Regions from separate parts of the Mus musculus genome. Here region 1 is linked to region 2. Evidence: chromatin contacts called from public HiChIP or PLAC-seq data. All regions are on one chromosome and are shown on one strand. Each heading gives the region's core, a stretch centred on a gene start, on an enhancer-like site or on the middle of the called end of the contact. The rest is flanking DNA. Distances are from core to core; before and after follow the strand shown. Region 1 overlaps Myo18b (myosin XVIIIb). Region 2 overlaps Sez6l (seizure related 6 homolog like).

Evidence for each region. HiChIP or PLAC-seq counts read pairs in DNA pulled down with a chosen protein or histone mark.
Region 1: a contact with region 2 is called in an H3K4me3 HiChIP or PLAC-seq map of embryonic basal ganglia, with 3 times the contacts expected there. The contact joins two enhancer-like sites. A contact is called at or near these places in 3 of 115 datasets of contacts at active chromatin or transcription factors (craniofacial prominence, embryonic basal ganglia and embryonic midbrain).

What each region holds. Positions count from the first base shown.
Region 1 is chr5:112,840,613-112,847,601 of GRCm38.p6, reverse strand. It overlaps Myo18b (myosin XVIIIb), which reads left to right. Exons shown (of 44, transcript NM_028901.2): 13 at 1,158-1,331; 14 at 4,308-4,398; 15 at 6,790-6,982. Among named protein-coding and RNA genes, the nearest start is that of 1700095B10Rik, 51 kb to the right of the region's middle. Within about 2 kb of position 2,896, at least 13 of the 459 cell types and tissues checked have an H3K27ac peak or open chromatin away from gene starts, as enhancers often do.
Region 2 is chr5:112,413,787-112,420,017 of GRCm38.p6, reverse strand. It overlaps Sez6l (seizure related 6 homolog like), which reads left to right. Exons shown (of 17, transcript NM_001253916.1): 17 at 1-867. Among named protein-coding and RNA genes, the nearest start is that of Asphd2, 22 kb to the right of the region's middle. Within about 2 kb of position 3,192, at least 11 of the 459 cell types and tissues checked have an H3K27ac peak or open chromatin away from gene starts, as enhancers often do.

The DNA of each region.
Region 1 (6,989 bases), core at 1,647-4,146, 430 kb before region 2:
CTGCCTTGAGGGTCCTGGGGATTGAACTCTGGTCTTTCAGACTTGGTGGCAAGCCCCTCACCTGCTGAGCCTTATCACCATCCCCTCCCTGCTCTCTCACTGTGACAGCATTTTAGAAATGACTTCACATCCTCTTGTGGGACGGTTCCTTGTCACTTTTACTTAAGCTTTTGCTTGTAAGCATGCTCCGAGCTCCACGAGGTCAGGTGGTTTTAAGTGGCCTCCACTTGGCTGCCCTCCTCCCTGCTGTGCTCCTCATTTCTGTCCCAGGGCCTCTCTACCAACTCCTAGTCTCTAGGTTCCTTCCTGGTCACAGCTGAGCCCACTGTCATATCCTCCCAGGGTCCCTCTGAGCAGCACATGCTAACACAACCACCATCTCTCTGTGCCCACACTAGTCTCTCCCTGCAGCGTGCACCACCTGAGATTATCTCACCGACTGTCTGTCTGCTTGCTTCTTTCTCAACCCCTTGCCTGGACTGTAAGCTGCAAGAGGGTCATCATTTGACGTGTGTGACTTGCTCTCACGTCAAAGGTTCTCAGTAAACATGGGCTGAGCATACGGGTGGCTGGTTGGATATGTGGCTGGGTAATTGGGGAAGTGGCTGTGTGGGTGAATGGGCAGGAAGGGGTCGAAAGGTAATGGGCATGCACATAAATAAATACATGGGTATGCACATAGATACATACATGGATGTGCACATAAATATATACATGGGTATGCACATAAATACATACATGGACATGCACATAAACACACAGGTGTGTACATAAATATATACATGGGCATGCACATAAGTAAACATGGACATACATATAAATAAATACATGGACATGCACATAAACAGACACATGGTGTGTACATAAATACATACATGGGCATGCACATAAGTAAATACATGGTTTGCATATAAATGTATACATGGACATGCACATAAGTAAATGCATGGGGGTGCACATAAATACATACATAGGTGGATATATCCCAAGTCTACCCTATCTCCATTTAATGTGTTTCTCTATGTTATCTTTAATGGCTTTAAAAAAAAAAAAGCAAAATGGGTGTGAAGAGGGGAGACTCCCTGAGGTGATCTCGGGCATGCAGCTACCCTGTGTCTGGCATCTCACCCCTCATCTCTTCCCCATCCTCTGTGCAGTGGGCCGGAAGCAGTTCATGCGGTTTGAGTGGGCCAACCACGCTGCTGAAGCCCTGGGCTGTGACTATGAGGAACTGAACACCGCCACCTTCAAGCACCACCTACGGCAGATTATCGAGCAGATGACGTCAGGGCCGCAGCGCCAGGGCCTACAGGACAATGAGGCCTGCTCAGGTATCGAGTCCTCAAGGCTACATTATGGGGGGCTGGATCTTGCAGTGGCTGCACTAGTAGCTGCACCTCATGCTTTCCCATGTTTTCTTATGTTCAGCAAGACTCCCTTTGAGTGTTCTGTGCACATGTGCAGGAAATCATTCCGCCCTGTCTGGTGTTTATGGTCAAATGGTTCACTCTGGTCAGGAACCAAGGAGGCCACTGAGCCCTGGGAGGATCCTCCACGCGGGGAGATGGGGCACTCAGGCAGCACCCAGGGCTTTGTGTTTGTGAGATTTTGACAGGCAGGGGAGGCAGACCTACCTGTGTGAGGGATGAGAGCAAGGCTGGTGTGCTGAGGACTGAGAGGGAGGTGGGGAGAAGATGGAGGGCACACAGAGAAGCTGAAGAGTGGCTTAAAGGGGCTGGGTGTGGCTTGCTTAGCTCACTGGGAGTGTCAAAAGCTGAGCAGCGACTAGGAGGAGAAGCTGAGAACCTGTAGAGATCACAGGCAAGGGCTGGGGCATGACTCAGTGGGGAGAGCTCCTGCCATGCAAGCATGGGAACCTGAGTTCGAATCCTTAGAACCCTCCTGAAAAATGGGCAGAGCAGTGCGGCCAGCACTGAGGAGGCAGGGGCTCACCTGGGAGCCACGGTGTGAGTTCTGGGCTCAGGGAGAGGCCTGTGTCAAAAAGTGAGGCACAAAGTGATGGAGTGAGGTGCCAGTGTCACCCTCTGGCATGCAAATACACACACACATACAAATATGCATATACACACAAACATGCACATATACACATGTACATACATATACACACATATGCACATACAAACAAATGTGCACATATACATGTATACACACAAACATGCAATACACACATGCACACACATGCTCATACACACAAACATGCAAACACATAAGTGTACAAATATACACATGCATACATGCATCTACATGTACTCACACACATGCACATAAACATGTTTATACACACATGTATACATACTCACTCACAAACACACACATACACACATCTATTTGCACTCACACACATGCACATACACACATGCACACACTCATACATAAATATTCACATACACACAAACATGCACATACACATGTACACACATGCACATACACAAAAACATACACACACATGTATGCACACATGTACACACACACACTCTTGTGCACACATACCTGTATGTGTGCATGTATGTACACACCTATATAAACATGTAACCTCCAACACATACAGACACATGCACGCAATACTCTCACATATTTGTATATGCAGGCACACACTTACATGAACATGTAACACTACCCCATCACACAGACATACACAGCCACTAGATGAGAGGCGACACACTGGACCAGAAACATGGCAGTGGGAGTGGGATGGGGTGGCAAATGCTGGGTCTAGGGTAGACACTGAGGTGACACAGAAATCCCAAGGGGCATCTTGGATTGGGCATAAGCAGCTGGTGAGAGGTCTGTACTCACCAGAGCGAGTCTGCTGGGCCCTGAGGCTGTGCCTGCAGAATATGGAGGCAATCAGAGCCCTAGGACCCAGGGAAGCCTGCAAACTCTCTGTAAGCAGTCCTTTGTCAGACACCAGGGATTGTGATGATAATAGGGGTCTGTTTGACCTAGCTCTAGGGTACAAACTTCTTGACCCTGGGGGGTCCCTGGAGCAGTCTACCGTCCGCTAAGATGGATGCCTCTTCTGTTTCATGAATACAAACATACATGTGTGCATAAATACATATATGGATATGTATATAAATATATACATGGGCATGCACATAAATACACAGGCATGCACATGAATATATACATGGATGTGTACATAAATATATGCATGGGCATGCACATAAATACATACACAGGTGTGTACATAAATACATGGGCATGCACATAAATGCATACATGGATACTGTGCTCTGCTGTCTCCTCTCATTTGTAGCATACCACACACATGAACTGCATGTTTGTGTATGCACACACACACACAGATGCTTGCCTATAGCACGAGTGGAAAAGACAGGTGCAAAGTACACACTCAAGACAGACAGACAAGCAACACTTCTTGAGTCTGAGTTGGTCTGTCCAGCAAAGGTCTCAGAGACAGACATTAAGCAGACAGGGGACTTGTGTGCCTCAGATCAATACTCTGAGGCCGTGGGTTGCCTAGCAACAGCCCAGGGTGGGGATGGAGATAAAGGAGGGATAGGGAAGGCTTGAGAGCAGCAGTGGGCAGGCTGTCAAGAATGTGCAAGCAGAAGTATTTGTCTTGAGGGGCAATGGATTCTAATTCTGTGAAGGGAACTGGATGGGAGGTCAAGAGCTGTGATTGGCTGCTCTCTGCTGCACAGCCTCATCAAGACCAGCTGCTTTAGTGAAACGTGTTTGTGACCCTGTGCTCAGTCACATCTGAGGCCTGCTAGGCTTTCCAGTCCTCTAGCACTGGGGAGGAGCCCTCTGCTGCTGTCTGCTACTGTTCTGTGCCTGACTTGAGCCTCTGCATGGATGGAGTCCCGGTTTCTGGCCATTCGCTCTGCCTGGATGGCCGAGTTATCACAACAAAGTGATTCTGGCCAATTTAAACAATCAGAGGACATTGTGAAGCCAGGCTGCTCTGTTTCTCAGAATCTCTCATCTGAGTAAAATCTTAGGAGTGAAGCGATGGAGTCTAAGGATGAACCTGTGCCTGCTTGTAGAGAAAAAAGACAAATGAACTCGCTTCCATGCTGTGCCCCATACTCAGATGGTTCCTTACTTCAGGGCACACCCAGCCTCTTAATGGAGACATAGATTAAAATAATATGGAACATGGATGTTTGTACCTTGACCTTAAACTATGGGCACATTATTTGAGCGCAGAGTGAGTGTCTCTTTACTCTGGTGACCCTGGCTACTTGGTATCGATGCCCTTGGCCTCAGGAGAGGTCATGACCTCCATTTACTAATCCCTTTCTGTCTCCCCATGCCAGGGCTGAAGATGACAGGTGTGGAGTGTGTAGAGGGGATGGCCTCTGGCCTGTACCAAGAACTCTTCGTGGCTGTGGTCTCCCTCATCAACAGGTAACAGTGTTCTTGTCTGGCTGAGGCCATGTCTCTTGCAGCGCTTAGTGAGAACAAACCAGGGCCATCTTGCAGAGTGGCATATTTTGAATAGAGGAAGGGCTTTTAAGGTGGGGAGAGCTGAGCTTAAATCCCATCCTGGCTGTGTGACTTCACCAAGTCCATTTACCTCTCTGGCTCCCACAACTCTAAAGCCTCCATGTCCTCGGGAGATTAGAAGAAGCAAGCAATTCATTGAAATAAGTTTTTCGCTGTGAAAATACCAACAGCAGCGACTGAGAGTACAGCTCAGTGGGCAAAGTTCTCCCCACTAAAGCCAAAGAGACAAAGTTCAGAGCTCACCACTCACCTGAAAGGGCCAGGCATGGAGGCACACATCTGTAATACCAGCGCTGGGGTTGGGGGTGGGGGTGAAGGCAGGCAGATCATTTGGTGAGCTAAAGCACTGAGCTACAGGTTCATCGAGTGAGGAAACTCTGCTTCAAAAAACAGGGGGAAGAGAAATGGCAGATGACACGTGACAAGGACCTCTGGCTTCTATATGTACATACAAACACGTACACACATTATGGACACACACATCATGTGCACACACATGTTCACACCCCTCACACATGTGCACACACATGCATGCACATGTGCACAGCCCCATATATGTACATACATGTATACACATGTTCACACCCCTCACACAATGCACACATGCACACACATGTTCACACCCCATGTACATATGCACACAAGCACACACATGTTCACATCCCATGCATATACACACATGCACACACATGTTCATCCCCTACACACACACACCAATAAAAAGTTACAGATTTAGGGACAGCTGCTAAGGTCTGGGGATGGCCACAAAGATTCGACCTGCTTTGTGGTGTTTACTGCTCACAGTAGCCCACTGTGCAGGTGAGACAGGGAGGTGTAAGGGTGGGAGGAGTCATCTAGCAAGATGCTACCATCCATTGCTGTCTTCCAGAAGCCTTTGTCATTGATTTCTCTAGCTTCTCCTGCTGAGTGTCGGGATAAGAAGGGCAGAATGGTAGGGTAGCCGGTGGGTGGCAGTCCAGGTTTGCCCTGAGCCCTGCCTCCTCAGAAACCCACTGAGCAGCTCCAGTTTGGCCTGTGGGGAACACGGGGAGGGGGTCCCCCTCTCTGCAAGAGCTCACAGCATAATTAGGATTCTGAATCCTGTTAAGGGATGAACTGCTGCGTAGCAACCATGAGCAGCCAGGATCTCCAGTCACCGAGGTCTTGGAATCATCTCCCTCTATCTCTGAGTAATTACCATCCATCGGAGGCACAGACACCTTATCTAGAAGGCAAAGGATCAGTGTGCTTAGAGGAAGGGAGGGCTATGCTCAGAGCTAGGGGGTGAACTGAGGCAGAGAGGCTGCCTCTCCTGGATGGCAGGCAGGCATTTCCACAATAGGAGACTTTGATGAGGAAGAAGGTCACCAGGGTGGTTATGGGCTCTAGCAAGTGCCTGCCTCTCCAACCTCACCTTCTTCTCACAGTGGTCTCCATGGCAGCTGTCCCACTTGACCCCACTTTATAGATAGAAAAATCTTCACAAACAGAAGTAAGAACTGACGTTCAAAGCATGCTCTCTAGATCTGACTGCAGACGTTGCCTGTGGTGATGAGTGTTGAGGACTTGGCTAAGCACCAATCACAGGGCAAGCTGCGTAGTCACAGCATTGGGCATGCTGTAACGTCCATTCTCCCAGCCCAGAAGCCTTTGGGATTAAAGTTTCTACCTTTAATCATCTCACAGCTGGGCATCAGAGAGGTCAGACCGATCCCCAGAGACACACAGCCCCTCTGTTGCAGAGCGGGATGGCGGCACACTAGGGACCGCTTCAGAACTTTTCTATCCCATCTTGTCTTTTGATAAGAGTAGCCGAGGCTGTTCACCCTTGACAGAGGCATTGGAAACATCCGAGGAGGTGAAAGCTTTAAGGAAAGAAAACTCTATAAAACATACACAAAATGGTTTCTCAACTGCGGTGTGCCCTGGGGAAGGAGAGGGACGTTATCAGGTGGCTTTTGACTTGGAGGCTGATGGAAAAGTCATGTTTGCTGAAAGCCTCGCATCAGGGCTGGCATTGACACTTAAACCCGGTTTCCTTTACTGCAGCAGGGGACTAGCTCACCCCTGTCACCATTTAACAGCTGGGGAAAGCCATGCTCAAAGAGGTTAAGTTACTTGTCTGGGGTGGGCGTCAGTGGGTCACACAACCTGTGAATGATGAGCTTAAGATTTGAAGCCAGATCTCCAAATCCCCTTAGAATGCTACCCCAGTTTCTCCATCTCTGCTATGGGGAAGGCTTGACCTAGCAGACTCCATGTTAGCTCAGAACCCCTCTCTTCTCTCCCCAGATCCTTCTCCTCCCACCATCTGTCTATGGCTTCTATCATGGTGGTTGACACTCCAGGCTTTCAAAATCCTAGGCACCAGGGCAAGGACCGGGCGGCCACTTTCGAGGAGCTCTGTTACAATTATGCCCAGGAACGTCTCCAGCTGCTGTTCTACCACAGGACCTTTGTCTCTACTCTGGAGAGATACAAAGAGGTGTGTG
Region 2 (6,231 bases), core at 1,943-4,442:
TGCAATGACTGAAAGGACGTGGTGTCTTTTTTTTTTTTAATACCTGTGTATCTGTAACATGTAAAGGTTTGATTAAAAATAATAATGATGATGTTACCAGTGCCGAATTATCAGATGCCAGTCCCAAGGCATTTCATGATGGTCCATACCTGTCTGTTTTTACAAGATGGAAATTTGAACCCATCAGGATTAAATATTTTTCGAACGGGATACACTCGTGAGCCCTCCCACAAGCAGCTCCCTGCTCTGACGTCAGTGGGAACACGTGTTTCGGAACGTGCGCATCCTTCACACTGATTGGCGCAGGCAGCACGGTCAACACGCACAGCTCCTCCCCCTTCTGCTCAGAGCTCATCTTCCCTCCCCCCCCACCCCCCTTAGCTTGCCTTTTGGTAGACTCATTTTGCCAACATAAATATTCTGACCTCTGCCTGGGGGACCATCTTTCCAAGTGATCACAGCCTGAGCCTTTGAAGCCAGCTCTTTGGAGAACTTACAAACCTCAGGGGACAACTCTGGAAGTCCACACACAGCCCTGGAGAAGGAGAAAGGGTTTAGCCTGAATGGGCACCCTGGGGACTCCGACGAACCAATGGGTAGCTTCAGGAACCGTAGGCAAAAAGACCTCTTCCTTTGGTGGTGACCTTCCTGTGTCTTCGATGAGGCCTGGTGAGATGGCACTCCAGGCCCAGTCTTGTGCGGCACTCGGCACCCACAAAAAAACGGGCGTCTTCTGGGACGCTTGCTCTTTCATTTATCATCAAATGGAATTTAAAAAAGGCAAACTTTCTAAGCTAGAAAAAAATGAAATGAAATCATTTTCCACTTTGTATATATTGCTGCTAATAAAACAGTTGTAAAAGATGTTGCCTGGATGTGGGTTTTGTTCCAAAGCTCCGCGATGACACCAGGGACTGTTTCTGGTTTCTGGAGATCGGGATGAGGTAGCAAGTGCTGATACTTCAGATGGAGATGCAAGACCTCTCTGCAGTGGCCCTGGTCACCTTTAGAACAAGACCTGTCTGGGGAACTGCTACAAAAGGAGTGAGCAAAGTTAGCTAGCGGGGTCAGTGGGAGGCTCCAGACCTGATGACCTGAGTATGATCCTAGGACCCAGAAGGTAGGAGAAAGTTGGCTGTAGCTACTATCCTCTGACCTCCTGGTACATGTTATGTGCATAGACATAAACAAGCACACAAAGAAGGTAAATATAATCTTAAAGCTTTATTATTATTATTATTATTACTATTATTATTATTATTAAATAGACCAAAAAACAGGCTACAGGGTTTTTTCCTTCTGGTAATAACGCATTTGAGTTCTATATAATTTTCAACTGTGTTTTTCAAAAGAAGATGCCATCATTTCTAAGGAGGAGGAAGAAGAAGGAGGAGGAGGAGGAGGACTAAGAAGAAAGAGGAGGGAAGGGGGAGGAAGAGGCAGGAAGGGACATGCTCCTGTAATCAGGAGACAGAGGCAGGACTATAATTCAAGTCTGTCTTGGGCTACACGGTAAGACTGTGTCGCAAAAAGAAAAATAGCCTCCAAAGATTTCAATTCCAAAGTTTTCAATTTATATATCTTAATCTAATAGACCCTCTCAGTAAACATGAATAGAGAAATGTATTTGTAGCTACATCAGCAATTTGTGTGTCTTTGTTGTTTCTTTGTTGAGACAGAGTCTCAGCCATGAGCCATAGTAGCACAGCCCCAGGCTGCTCATGGTGCTTGATTTCGTTCACAACAATATTGTTACATTTTCCCAATCTGCCTCACACTGGGCTTGCTTCCCGAACACCTGCTGGTCAGCAGTCTCTAGCTTTAGCTTGGAGTGGTGGGGCAGACAGCAGTCTGGAGAGTAGCAGATCTCCTGAAGGGAAGGCACACTGGAGACTACTTCAGTCCCAACTCCCTTCCTCTCTACCTTAATCCCAGTCAGATTACCTTGGAGAACCGCAGTCCCCACGTGGAAGCAACATCAGGATGACAGAAATAAGAATTCAATGGGCAGGAGAGGAAGCCTGGGTCTCAGAAGACACTGCATTCCTCCACCCAAACAGCAAAAGATCCAATGGAGGCGGTAGCATGCAGATTCTGCAGCTAGAGGGCTGCCCTAGGGGATCCTGAGCACGAGAGTGTAGAAATGCCATTTTCAAAATTTCTACCAGCCTTTCAGGTTTTTTTCCCCTATAAATTTTCATCCAAAGTCTCTCACATTTCTCTGAAACATGTATCTGTATGCATGTTTCTGTGAACACCTTGAGGCCAGAGGTTCCTTAGTTAGGGTTTTACTGCTGTCGAGAGATACCAATGACCAAGACAACTCCTCTACGTAAAAAATTTAACTGGGGCTGGCTTACAGGTTCAGAGGTTCAGTCCATTATCATCGTGGTGGGAGGCATGGCAACATCCAGGCAGACATGGCGTTGGAGGAGGTGAGAGTTCTACTTCTTGATCTGAAGGCAGCTGGGAAGGAAGCTCCAATTCCACACTGGGTGGAGCTTGAGCATAGGAGACCTCAAAGCCCACCCCTACAGTGACACACTTCCTCCAACAAGGCCACAGCTACTCTAACAAGGCCACACCTCCTAAGAGTGTCACTCCCTGAGGCAAGCATTCAAACACATGAGACTACGGGGCCCAAACCCATTCAAACCACCATAGAAGGTAACACCAAATATCCTCAGAGCATCAGTTCACTCTTTTGAGACAGGTCTCTCACTGGTCTGGAGTTCACCAAGCCCGAGGGGTCCTCTTGTTTCTGCCTCAAAGTGCTAAGTATCTTTTGAGTAGCCCACACAAGTATAAAACTCACAGCAATCCTCCTGCCTCAGTATCCTAAGTGCTGGAGTGACAGGTGAGCCTCTGCACATGGGGCTCAAACTAAGCCACTGTAGCATCCCTGCAAAGAGATCTATAAGCCTGGGAAGGAAGAAACATTTTGCCCCAGAGCCAAAGGTCCCAGTGGGAAGGAGAACGGAGAACCTACGTAGCCTCACCATTTAAACATTCAAACCAGGAGTCACAGACTGTCCCTACACAGACAAGTGCAAGCAGGCATGTCAGCAAATCTCATTTCATGGCTTGTCGAGAGCTGTCATGCATGTGAGGCCAGGCCAAGCCATGGGTGTAGCTTAGCAACAGCAGCCTGTGCTATCAACTGCAGGCTCTCCCACCAGCTGAGGCCAGAGGAGCTTTGGTGTGCAGAGGATTCTGCAGGCGAGCCTAAGGAGAGGATGGCCCAGCAGGAAGGGAGTGGCCAGGCTAAGGTTCAGCCCAGGCTCATTGTCCTGCCGCTCTGGATACTCAAGGATAACCTGCCATGGGACCACCTCTCACAGGCCTCCTTGTGCAGAATTGTAGCCATAGAGCACAGAGGGTAATGGTTGTACTTGATGTGAATGTGTGATTGCTGAAGCCAGCCTGGGCTATGTGTGACCCAGAAGAGGGGAGAAAACGAACCTCTGAATGTGGGAGGTGAAAAAAAAAAGGCAGCATGGGCTCAAGAGCGAGCAAGAGAGAGGGGGGGAATGCTCCTCCCCACCACTCCATACTTGAAAATAGGTCACATGTGACCTAGAATTAACAACAATCCAAGCACCTGGGAGGGCACACCTGTGATGGCACACCTGGGAGAGCACACCTGTGTGGAACACCTGGGAGAGCACACCTGGGAGGCTACACCTGGGAGGGCACACGGGGGAGGGGTTTCAATGATTGGATGATTTGAAGTGGAAAGACCCACCCTAAATCTAGATCATCTGAGGAAAAGCATGTGCATGAGTATGTGCAAGTGTGTGTGTGTGTGTGTGTGTGTGTGTGTGTATGCATGTTTGTGCCTGTATGTATGTGTGTGCAAGTTTTTGAGGATGTGTGAGTGTGTGTGTTCACGTGTGTGTGCATGTGTGTATGTGTGTGAGTGTGTGTGCATGGGTGTATGTGTGTGAGTGTGTGTGTGTGCATGTATGCATGTATGTGTGCATATATGAAGGTGTGTGTGCAAGTGTGTATGTGTATGTACGCATGTGTGTATTCCAACAGTTCTGTTCCCCTAGAAAACCCTTACTTATACATCATTCATCTCTACACTTTTCCTGCAGGGAGCTGGCTGTTTTCTCTGGATAATGACATCTGATGAAATGGGCTCTATCCAATGAGCAGAATTCTGTCTGGAGAAATGCAGGCTGCCTTTCACTCTTGGCAGAGAAAGAGAAACCAAGGTCATTGCTATCTCTCCCTTGCTCATGAAGCATGCCCAGATTATAGAATGAATGAATGAAAAAAAAATACACACACACACACACACACACACACACACACATATATATATAGAGAGAGAGAGGGAGGGAGAGAGAGAGGGAGAGAGAGAGGACAGCAGAGAGAGACAGAGACACAGAAAGACAGAGAGAGACAGACAAAGACAGAAATAAAGATACAGCTACAGGCACAGATACAGATGATAGATAAAGATTTGCATGATTACCATGATCTCCTGGCTCCTGAAATGTTTTACTCAGAGACTCACTTCTAGTACTACAAAGATGTTTAAAGCACTTAACTTCTAGACCTGTCTCAAAAAAAGGGGAGGGGTGTAGCTCAGTCTAGAGGGAGTGACTATACTCAGTCCATGGGAAAATCTGACTTCTACTGAGATTTTGCAAGGGGGATGAGTGGGAAGCAAAGCGCCAGGCCCACTACAGGGAAACCCCTTTCAAATCCTCTGTCTGCTTCTGCCCTAGTCACGTAGTCCCTAAGATTTCTTCCAGGCTCTGCTCTTCCCAAACTTGGGCAACTCTCAGACCCAGGGCGCTGCCCCTCTCATCAGCCTGTCTGAACACCCCCCCCCCCCGCAAAAGAAAACAACCAAAAACCACAAGATACACAGTGTTTTTTTTTTTTTAATAAGCAAAAAGCACATAAATCAAAAGGCATGTGTGCCTTTAACTCTGCGCTGCCCAGCCATGGTTCTGAAGTCCCTGGATACTGTGTAGTCAGCGATATGCATCATGTCTCAACCTGAGCGAATGGGGGAAAACGGAATTTGAATCCTACTAATACTGAAAACAATGTTACTATTGGAAATTAAAACCATTGTGAGACCACATGCCTCAGCTCACTGGCATGTCTATCACCAAAAAAAAAAAAAAAAAAAAAAAAAAAAAAACTATAACGAATGTCAGAAAGGAATCAGAGAGAAAGGAACCCTATTCACTGTGGGTGGGAATGTGAATTAATAAAGACATTTTGGAATTCACTCGGGGTTAATAAAAAAATAAAAATAGAATTATGACATGACCCAGCTACCACTCCTGGGTGTATGTATACCCAGAGAACTCTATACCCTTCGCAGAGATATTTGAATGCCATATTTATTGCTGCTCACTAAAACAAAGAAGTAGAATCAACCAAGTTGTCACCAAGTGGATGGATAATGAAATTTTGGTGTATAGGCACAGACTGGAATAGTAGTCAGCTCTAAAAAAATGAAATCTCAAAATCTGCAGGAAAAAAAATGGTTTGGCTTAGAATATTTATTGTTAAGTGAGGTCACATAATAGCAGAAAGAGATAAACCACTCACCTGTGGAATCTAGAAATAACATATGTATCTATGCAAACCAATGTACACGTAGGTACAGTATACCATGAAGACAAAACACAGCTGGACAGTGGTGGTGGCACACACCTGGGACCCCAGCACTTGGGAGGCAGAGGCAGGCAGATCTCTGAGTTTGAGGCCAGCCTGCTCAATAACAGGTAGAGTGAGTTCCAGGCCAGCCAGGACTACATGGAGAAACACTGTCTTGAAACCCCCCTTCCCCCAAAGAAAGAAAGGCTGAATATTTGGGGAGGGGGAAGGGGAGAACAGGCTGAACACAGGCAACGAACAAGACTCATGAGAGGAGATGCGGGGATGATTGTTTTTCTAGTTCTATATGCATTGTGAGTTTTTCATTTTTGTGGTGACTTTTTCTATAGTTGTTCTATATTCTCGTTCTATAGTGAGAGCATAAAATCTCCAGTGTCTGCCCCAAATGCAAATTCTAACAGGATAGGGCTTTATGGAATTGCATGGTCTTTACATCTAGTTAATATCAGTGTGTGGTTGCTTTTATTTGCAACTTTTTTCCATTAATTTATTTATTTGTTCGCCTTACATTCTGGTCGCTGCCTTCCCGTCCTCCTGTATTTACAACTTTTTAATAACAAAGTTTAATATGAACTTCAACTT